Linked DNA regions of Pan troglodytes: region 2 is linked to region 1. The links are chromatin contacts, called in public Hi-C maps. All regions are on one chromosome and are shown on one strand. Each heading gives the region's core, a stretch centred on a gene start, on an enhancer-like site or on the middle of the called end of the contact. The rest is flanking DNA. Distances are from core to core; before and after follow the strand shown.

The links. Hi-C and Micro-C count contacts between places; a contact is called where the count stands out from the background.
Region 2: a contact with region 1 is called in a Hi-C map of induced pluripotent stem cells, with 3 times the contacts expected there. The contact joins two enhancer-like sites. A contact is called at or near these places in 4 of 7 Hi-C or Micro-C datasets (blood, induced pluripotent stem cells and stem cell-derived neural progenitor cells) and 1 of 1 other capture datasets (stem cell-derived neural stem cells).

Annotation. Positions count from the first base shown.
Region 1 is chr6:121,038,074-121,042,731 of NHGRI_mPanTro3-v2.0_pri, reverse strand. All of the region lies in intron 4 of ATXN7L1 (ataxin 7 like 1), which reads left to right. Among named protein-coding and RNA genes, the nearest start is that of EFCAB10, 72 kb to the right of the region's middle. Within about 2 kb of position 3,016, at least 4 of the 24 cell types and tissues checked have an H3K27ac peak or open chromatin away from gene starts, as enhancers often do. A contact at or near this core is called in induced pluripotent stem cells and stem cell-derived neural stem cells, where this site is marked.
Region 2 is chr6:121,412,418-121,417,547 of NHGRI_mPanTro3-v2.0_pri, reverse strand. CDHR3 (cadherin related family member 3) reads right to left here. Exons shown (of 19, transcript XM_063815524.1): 18 at 4,449-4,497; 19 at 2,219-2,892. The coding sequence ends at 4,482. Among named protein-coding and RNA genes, the nearest start is that of CDHR3, 73 kb to the right of the region's middle. Within about 2 kb of position 3,732, at least 10 of the 24 cell types and tissues checked have an H3K27ac peak or open chromatin away from gene starts, as enhancers often do. A contact at or near this core is called in induced pluripotent stem cells and stem cell-derived neural stem cells, where this site is marked.

The sequences.
Region 1 (4,658 bases), core at 1,767-4,266:
GGTAGGGGAGGGCTCCCTCTCCCCAGGTAGGCGGGGCTCCTCTCCAAATGCTTGGAATTACCAGGCGGGTCTTCCCGGAGCAACTGGGGCTGAGGGAGTGGAAGCACTCTGGAAGTCTTCCCAACGCTTTATGGAGAGGGAAGCGATCACTGAGAGGCCCTGGCCAGATGCCTGTGGGAGAAACTGGGCGGCTTATCTCTTCCTGCCTGGTGCTGGCATGAACTGGGGGCAAGACCAAGGCTCAGGATTGATGGCTCCCTGAAGACACAGGGAGTCGTCTCAGGCTGTGAAATACGAGCAACCCAAGGAGCCGCAGACACTGCAAGGACCCTACCCCTGTGACTGCCCTGCATTCCTCAGCAGGATTCTTGCAGTTGCCTCTCCCTGGCCTCCTTGCCCCTCACTCTGCCCATCCTCCAGTCCACCCCACACACACCCCAAGAGTGATGTGAGCCCGTTCTGCTCACAACTCTTTGATGGCTCCCACTTGTTTGCCTACAGAGTAGAAGTTTAATGTTTTTGTAATGGACTTCAGAGGGAAGGGGTAAGAGAGGGTGGGAAGGTAGACAGACCAGAATATTGAAGCATGTGGGGGCTGCGGGCGGGGGCAGAGTGTCCCTTCCAGGACAGGGAGGCCGTGGGAATTTAAACATCTAAGGCTGCCTGCTCACTGGGTTTTCAGATGAGCAAAGGTAAGGACAATGGACAGCTCCTTGGGTGTAAACGCAGCCAACCTCGTGAAGTCACAGAAGTGCTCAGAAATAGGGAATCCAGCTTTGGGAGGGAAAGTAAGACCAAGACAGCTGGGGAAGGAAGAAAATGGCCTGAAGTGTCCAGTCACTGTGGCTCACGCCTGTAATCCCAGCACTTTGGGAGACCGAAGCGGGCAGATCGCTTGAGGTGAGGAGTTCAAGACTAATGTGGTGAAATCCTGTCTCTACTAAAAATACAAAAAAAAAAAAAATTAGCCAGGCGTAGTGGTGTGTCCCTGTAATCCCAGCTATTTGGGATGCTGAGGCACAAGAATCTCCTGAACCTGGGAGACAGAGGTTACAGTGAGCTGAGATTGTGCCACTGCACTCCAACCTGGGCAACAGAGCAAGACTCCGTCTCAAAAAAAAAAAAATGGCCTGAAGGAAAGAAGAGGGATGAGCCACAGAGATTAGTAACCATGGTCCTTCATAGCTGCATAGCTCATTATGATTTTTAGATGTTTTGTTAGCCCAATCCTATTTGAGCCTAAAGACTATTTTGTGGTGAAGATAAGAAAACAGAGCCCAAAGAGATGAAGCGATGGGCTGAGATTACATACACAGTGGGACAGCAGAGGAGCTGAGACTTGACCCCTGGCCTTCTGGCTTCCAGTGCTACAGTAAAGAGCACCACCCTCGGTGTTGCCTGACGTCAAGCTCTCTCTGCCCTTCATTTTGTGGAATGACCTGGGGCAAACCTTTCTCAGCCTCAGGCTCCACATCTATGAAATTGGGGATAGAGATTAAACACGGTATTGCACGTGAGTGCATAACTCACTGCTCATGCATGGTAGGTGTGCAGCATGTGCCGCTATGAGCGGACACTTCACCTTTGTCATTGCCCAGTCTCTTCTCAGAAGAGGAGAGGCAGCACAGCCTGATCCCCACCTAAAGCATTTGTTCTTACCAAGCATTGGTGGGGTGCCAGTTTGGTTTTTATTGTGTTATGTGATTTAACCTCCACTGAGAACATTAATTCATTCATCAAACATTTATCGAGCCCTTCCTAAATGCTAGATAATGTATAGGCTGCTGGGATAATTCCAGAGCGACATGTATACTGGGACAGGGTTCCCATCGTCAGGCAGCTCACAGTCTGGTCAGGACACATAGATGTAGAAATAAAACCTTGCCATAGGACATGATGAGTGCAGCAGAAACACCTAGGAAGGAACAGCAGGCACTGGGAGAGAAGAGGATGTTTCCTCTGGATCTGGACAGATGGGGGAGTGTTCACCCGGAGAATGGGGGAGGGCACACCAGCAGGAGAGCCCGGCCCACAGAAAGGCACAGAGCCAGGCCGGAGCACTGGTGTTCAAGGAGAAGTGAGAAGTCCACCGAGGCTACAGGAGAAGGTGGCTGGGGCAGGAGGGGTGGGGTGGGCCAGGCTGTGAAGGTTACACTTGGACCTCTGGGCCTTGGGCAGCCCACAAAGACTTTCATGGTCAGATTTGCGTTGGTGGCTGAGTGCAAACAGATTAGAACACACAGAGAGGCCAAGCCAGAAAGGTTGCAAGCGATGCTGAGGCCTGGACATTTTAACAGCTGTTTAAGAGGTGGACTTTGGTCAGACTGACTTGTGAGTGACTGAATTTCAGGGAAGAGCTGGTTTCTAACTGGATGCTGATATTGTTAACATAGAGTTTTTTGGTTGTTGTTGTTTTTGTTTGTTTGAGACAGAGTCTCTCCCTGGCTTCTAGGCTGGAGTGCTGTGACACGATCTCGGCTCACTGTAGCCTCCATCCCCTGGGTTCAAGCAATTCTCCTGCCTCAGCCTCCCAAGTAGCTGGGATTACCGGCATACACCACCACGCCTGGCTAATTTTTGTATTTTTAGTAGAGACGGGGTTTCATGATGTTGGACAGCCTGGTCTCCAACTCCTGACCTCAAGTGATCCACCCACCTCAGCCTCCCAAAGTGCTGGGATGAGCCACCATGCCCAGCCTGATATTGCTAACATAGAGATTAAAAAAGAAAAAGTCTATTTAATTTGGGACAAAGAATATCCTGAGTTTGCTGTAGGTCAGTGTGAAGATAAACTTTTTTTTTTAATATGGCAAAAATGCCATTCAGAATAAACCCTTGAGGGTTTAAAAAGAAAATGTGCTTTGTTTTCTGGATGGAGGTGGTTCAGGTGTAGGCTGCCTGCCCAGAACTGGATTCTAATACAAAAAAGGAAAAAGCAGAGTGAGTGAGTGATGCCTGGGGGAGGGAAGGTGCTCCTGAGGGCTTTTCCTCTGGCAGGAAACTGGGAGCAGCAGGTGTCAGGGTACCTGGCCAGAAGCTGGAGCACTGATAAGTAGCCTGAGATGCTTTGCCATTTCCTCATCTTTCAGCGTGCTCAGAAAAAGCTTCTTGAAGGCCAAAGGCTTAGGATGGGAGCCCAGGGTCTCTGCTCAAGGTGCCAGCTCCCAGCCTTCCTGGCAGGGGGATGGAGGGTGTTCTGTAAGGAGTTGCCCTGTCTCCCCTTGGGGTCAGGGTTTCCTCCGGGACTGTTGGGAAACAGTAACTGTCTGGGCTGTACTGGCTGGAAGGCACTGCAGAGCAGCCTACAGCTCGAACAGCAGGAACCAATGACCTCTGGTGGCTGCCGAGGGGAGTGCTCCCGCTTGTTGCTCCTGAGCGGAGCCTGTTCTGGGCCAGTGCTGGGGACAGGGTGCTTGGGGCTCTGCCTCACCCTGCACCAGGGCTCCCTGCAGAATCAAATTGCCTCCTAATCTCTACGTTCTCAATTCCTGCCCTCCCAGGCTCTGATACCATTTCCTTATTGATGTGAATTTCAATGGCCATTCATTGGAATTGTGTGGCTCTTCGTTCTCATTTGCAGAGGAAAGGCACTGAGCAGGTGCAGTTGATTAGGTCTAGGGTTATCCTTAAAACCCTCCTGGACTCCCTGCCCAAGGCTACACTGCTGCAGACACAGCTGGTCCCAAAGGCAGCCTGTGCAGCATCCTATGCCCTACTGCATGAGGGCTCGATTTTTCCTTTTTTATCTTCTCCTCTTCTCTGACTTGCTGACTTGTTCACAGTCCTAGGGCACTAAGACTCCCCAGGAATGTCAGGACACTTAGCACTCCTTATTCTCCCAGCAGGTTTGGAGACCACCTTCTGAGCTCCATGCCCTGGGAAGCCATGAATAACAGAAGTACAAGAGAGACTAACAGACCAGCAGGGAGACATGCGCTGGGGCCTCCTGCTTCCAGAAAATTGGAGCAGCCTAGAGGGGGGCTTATAGAGTTATTTCTCTGGGAGGCATCTTAGAACCAGCAGAGAGCCCCAATGCCTAACATACTTCAGGATTGCAGGAGACAACATGTTTGTGCATGAGGAGGCTGGAGTTCCTCCTTACTCCTCTTCCAGAATGTCCTATACAGATGGGACCTTTAACCACTAGTCCAGGCTTAAGCAGTGCCTAGAATACTAGAGATGGAGAAGCAGGTGGGCTTGTGAAGTAGGGCTGACAGGTCCTGGAAAAGGGCCATTGAATCTGGCCCCACCTCGTTCTGCTTTTCTTCCTCACTGCCTCACCCAGAAGGAGTCCTCTACTCTGCATGAATGTGGAAGGCTGCTGCTCCCACCCTCTGCTGGTGCTTCTGCCTCCACCCTGTCCACCCCTCCTTCCATGGTGGGACCAGAAGGGACTAAGGAAGCAGAAGTTTTCTGATGGTGACCATGATTTGCACCCCACATATATACCTTACAAGTATCAGGTGGATGAGAGCAGATGCTGGGATCCTCTGTGCCCTTTTGGTTTAGTTACAGTTTATCGAGAGTCTGCTATGTGCCTGGCACTATGCTAAGCACTTGGTATCTACTACCTCATTTAATCACTCCAAATATCTCTTACTATCTTCATTTGACTGATAAGGAAACTGAGGCATGGAGCCATGAAGGCCTGAGATAAG
Region 2 (5,130 bases), core at 2,483-4,982, 370 kb before region 1:
CTCAGCTCTTCCTGCCTATCACCAGAGAAGACACTGAGCTCTTCAGAGAGGCCCCAGGCTTCAGGAAGTCCCTCTTGGTGCCTGACTTAAATCTCTTCTCTGGCCATTAAGCACAATTCCCTCTTGCCCTGTCATCACTGGAGAAGAAAGACCAGCTGCTCACCACTCTCTCCTTTTAATCATTCTTTTTTTTTTTTCTTGACACAGAGTTTTGCCCTTGTCACCCAGGCTGGAGTGCAGTGGCGCAATCTCAGCCCACTGCAACTTCTGCCTCCTGGGTTCAAGCGATTCTCTTGCCTCAGCCTCCTGAGTAGCTGGGATTACAGGTGCCTGCTAACACGTCCAGCTAATTTTTCTATTTTTTAGTAGAGACAGGGTTTCACCATGTTGGCCAGGCTGGTCTCAAACTCCTGACCTCAGGTGATCCACCTGCCTCAGCCTCCCAGAGTGCTGGGATTACAGGCATGAGCCACCTCACCCGGCCCTTTTAATCATTCTTAATGGGCTTATAAGCAGTTATTAAGTCCCCCTTCAGCCTTCTCAGAACCTCATTTTACTTGCATTGAAGCTGAGAGCTTCCAAGGAAAGCATTTGACTCCGGGCCCCACAGATTTGCAATGCCTTAAATGGGCAATCAGCCACTTCACTCACTTTAACCTGCATAAATGAACAGTTCTGCCTTCTTTTGCAAAGTTTAAATCCATTCAAGGGAGTTCCCTGGCAACCAACCCTTATTAATAAATCACGCTCAATCTAGGCCAGGACAGGCATTTTGCAAATGCTTCTTTTGCTTGAGAAGTGACACTGGCACTAGGCACACAGTAAACAAGCTGCTGCTCTCTCTGAAGCTCTGCATTTGCTGGATGGATCCAGTCTGTCTCCCACAGGACCTTGTGGACCTGGTAGGCTCTCACCTGACTCCCCAGTTGAGAAGGGAGTGCTTCCCTAATGAACACTCACCTGGACCTTTCTTAGGGTTACTGGACTAGGGTCGCAGCAGCTGGGCAGCAGGGCATAGAGCTCGAGTGAAGCTTGCTCAGGCTCTGCTAGGCACACATTGGAAAGTTACATTTCCTATTCCATCATAATACCATTTATTCCCAGTTCATTGCTCATGCCTACAGGTGGAAGTCTGAGTTGTATGTCTAGATGGGGCTTCCAGTATGTCCCCACTCAGAGTCCTGCAGTTCCTTCCAATCATAGGAAGTGGGAAGGAGCAAGGCAGGTAGGTTGTAAGGCTGATGGTGTTTCAGCTTTGAGGAAAAAGTGATTTCACTTCAATAGTAATTTTAACCAGAATGGCTAAAGTTAAAAGGATTGACAATCCCAAGTGTTGACAAGGATAGAGAGCAATTGCAACTCTCAGTGTTTGCTGCTGGAATGTGAATCAGAGCCACCACTTTGGAACTCTTTGGCAGCATCCAGCAATTGCTCCAGCAATCCCACTCTTAGATATATGAGCAAAAAAGTGAGTGTTTATGTTCACCAAAAGACATGTACAAGAAAGTTCATAGTGTTGTAATTCACTTTTTTTTTTTTTTTTCTGAGATGGAGTCTTGCTTTGTCACCCAGGCTAGAGTGCAGTGGCACAATCTTAACTCACTGTAACCTCCACCTCTCAGGTTTAAGCAGTTCTCCCTACCTCAGCCTCCCAAGTAGCTGGGATTACATGTGCCCACCACCACACCAAGCTAACTTTTGTATTTTTTAGTAGAGACAGGGTTTTGCCATCTAGGCCAGGCTGGTCTTGAACTCCTGACCTTAGGTGATCTGCCCACCTTGGCAAAGTGCTGGCATTACAGGCATGAGCCATCATGCCCTGCCTGTAGTTCACTTTTAAGTATATTTTTTAAAAGTAAAAAATCTGAAGCAGCTGCCACCCAAGTGTAGAATAGATAAATTGTGATATAATCATAGAATGAAATCAGACATAACCATGAAGAGAACTGAACTACTGCTAGACAGGACAACGTGGATGAATCTCACATGCAGGATGCTGATCCGGACACCACAAGAAAAAACAAAAGAAGGTGCCTACTGAGTTTTCTTCTTTCCAGATGACCAACTCTTAACTTACTCATCTGTTTTTTCACTGTTCTGCTTCTTTTGAAGAAGATTTGAGGTGACTTACAAAGGTGTATGGCATATTTATAACTGAAGAAATCTGGGTGATGTTAAAACGAGGGCAGGAAAATAAGGTGGAAACCAGATGTAAGGATAGTCTTCACTATTTATGTCAGGAATTCCTATGAACTTTCTATGGTGAACAGAATAGAGCTTCCTAGCAGTCAATGCAAAGAAGAAACACAACAATTCCACACCCCAAAGTTAACAGTCTTGCTGATCAGAAGCACAGGTAGTTCTGAAATCTGATAGAAAGTGTTCCTGTATCATTTCAGAACACGCAACTATGTGATCAAACCCCTTTCTATTTGTTTAAAAATTTGTCAAACATCCCATGTTTGACCCTGGATGTCTGAGTCCCCTCAGCCCACATTTTCCCCCCTACACCATGCCCACACCGTCCCCATAGAATTTAGGGTGAGGCAGCATCTCAGTGATTGACAGGCCCCTCCTTAGACCCCGTTTACTTTCCTGGGTGTGGTTTGGGGGAAGCCCTGTTCATGAAGGCTGGATTTCTGTTCTTTGGGTTGCCCAGCTTGCCACCCTCATTTCTGGAACCCAGACCAGCATCCTCAGCCCATGCTTTGCCACTCAGCTCATCTTCTTCCCGGTTGGCACTTCTCAGTGACCCCATCCCTTCCCCAGCAGTGACTCTGCGTGGGGCAGCTCCCTGGTGGCTGGACTCTTTCCATTTTGGCATTTGGGTTAGTGGATCTTTCCACTTTCTGGCTCCAGTTTTTGAGTTGAATTCATATGTTTCCCCGGTCACTAGTGAAAAAAAAAATACAACAATCACATAAGCCAGAAAATTCCAATGACTGTCTCTTCCCCCACTTCTACCCTGCTCTGTTCTGACTCCCAAGGGAAGATGAAGCACACTAGAAGGTGTGAATCACTGACACAGACAGTAGGTGTGTGAATAGCCCCACAATCTCCACCAGCCTGCCCTTGCCACAAGCCGTGCTGCTCGGACCACACAGGTAGCAAACAGCAAACCTCTCTGGATAGAAAGGCTTAGGAGCGTCTCAAGGACATCTCAATTGCAGGATGAGAAGGCCATGTAACTCTTGAACTCCATGCAAGCTTTGGATAAATTAGGTTCAATCTCTAATGGGATTACCCGTTACTTTCTGATTCATTTTGTTTGTTTTAAAAGACCCCTGAATTCCTGCTATAAAAAGGAATTCACCAAGTGAGAAGGAAAAGGCTGATTTTTATTTATGTTAGGTTAGCAGCAATTTGTAGACATAGATACAAAAATCTGGTCCCGCTTGAGATGATGCAAGGAAGCCATTTTTATTGTGTCCGAGCCAGCAGACGCTAATTGATTTAGGCCAGTTGGTTCATGTCTTTCTTTTTTTTTTTTTCTCTCAACTACACAAAAACACAAAAATCCCCCCTTTTGCTCTGGAAGAGCCTTTTGCTCTGGAAGATCAGGTTTAAGGCAAGCCCTTGCTCCTTGTCTTTTCCATACAGCATGAGTGGCCTCTCAGCTCAGGATCCCACCAGCACTTATGCTAATGTGGGCACATTATGGTAACAAGCACCTAATAATAGAGGGAAATTTAATTCCAGCAGCAGCAGCAGCAGCGGCTGCGGCAGCCTCTCACTGGAGAGGAGCCATCCTCCTTAGGAGGAGGACTGGTGCCGTTTGCATATGAGGGTGGCAGGAAGCCAACACACTTGCCTCCTGAATTTGGTTTCCTTCCCTTTATTCACGTCTATAATTGAGCCTTTGTAAGCAGAGGGATGAGTGTAAAGGAGCTAAATTTGGAGCTGATTTCACGGGGGTGATGAGAGCTCTGGAGGCCAGCTCTACCTTATGTTCATCTTGCCGACCAAGAGGAAATTCTTGGCCCTGATCTAGGGAAAAAAGAAACTACACTTGCCATTTCTCTGTATCTTCCACTACTAATAAAATGCTATTAGAAGCATCCAGGAAGAATGTGGATGGGCTGGGGGGGCAATCAGTACCAAACAGCAGGAAAAAAAATGTGGATTCCTGGATTCACCAGTTCCCTCAACTGGTTTGTAATTTAGGAAGGGAGGCAAGAAAGAGGCATGGCCCTTGAACGTGAGCCTTTAGGTGGAGACCCACTGAGGCCTCACGTAAGTGTGACCCTGTACTTGAGCATCTGCTAGCCAGCTGGGTTCACAGCTGATCTCACGTTGTATTTAGCCTAGAAGAGTCAGCACTATATAGGCAACATAGCCAAACGGATTGACAAAATGAGCTAAAAGCAGGTAATTGGATAAGATCCTCCATGCTTCTACCAGTCTGGAATATAAAAAGCATTCTTACAGTAGTATTGCCACTTAATTACCTGGATCTATGGCTTCTCCATCAAAGATAGTGTTCATCTGGATAGTTTCCTAAGGAGAAGACAGAGACAGCATCAAACACAATCCTACATTCCTTCCCCCAGACAAAGCTACGCATCCTCACAACCCAAGTTCCTTAACCAAAGCCTTCTTGACTTCTAAGTCTTTAATTAGGCACTGTGATAGATGCAGAGGACACAGTGGTGAACAAGGCAGGCATAGTCACTGCCTGTACAAAGCTTGCCAATTACAAACAGGTGCTGCAATGCAGAGTAATAAGGCTATGATGGGGAGATGTAGGGTGTTATGGGGCACAGGTAGGGGTAGAGGGGACATTTAAACCACACTTGGGGGTTAAGGAAGCATCCTGAGTAAATAAAATCTGAGCGTAGAAGGAAGAGTGGAAATGCCACACAGCATGGCTAAGACCTACGTTGTGTCAGTGAATTGCTGTCAGGCATTGTCAAGGTGGACACAGGTGAGCTCCTAGGTGTCCGTACCTCTGGCCCTGGCACTCTGGCCCTCCCCCGCGGCCTCCCCTTGCCTAGGCCAATGCAGTGTCACATCTGGGCCTCACCTAAGCCCTGTGCTCCAGGTCTTTTCTCTTCCCTGATCTGTCCTTGGTGCCACCCTCCAGGACCTGACTTCTGCCTAATGCACCTGTCCCTTGTCCCCATAGAAACA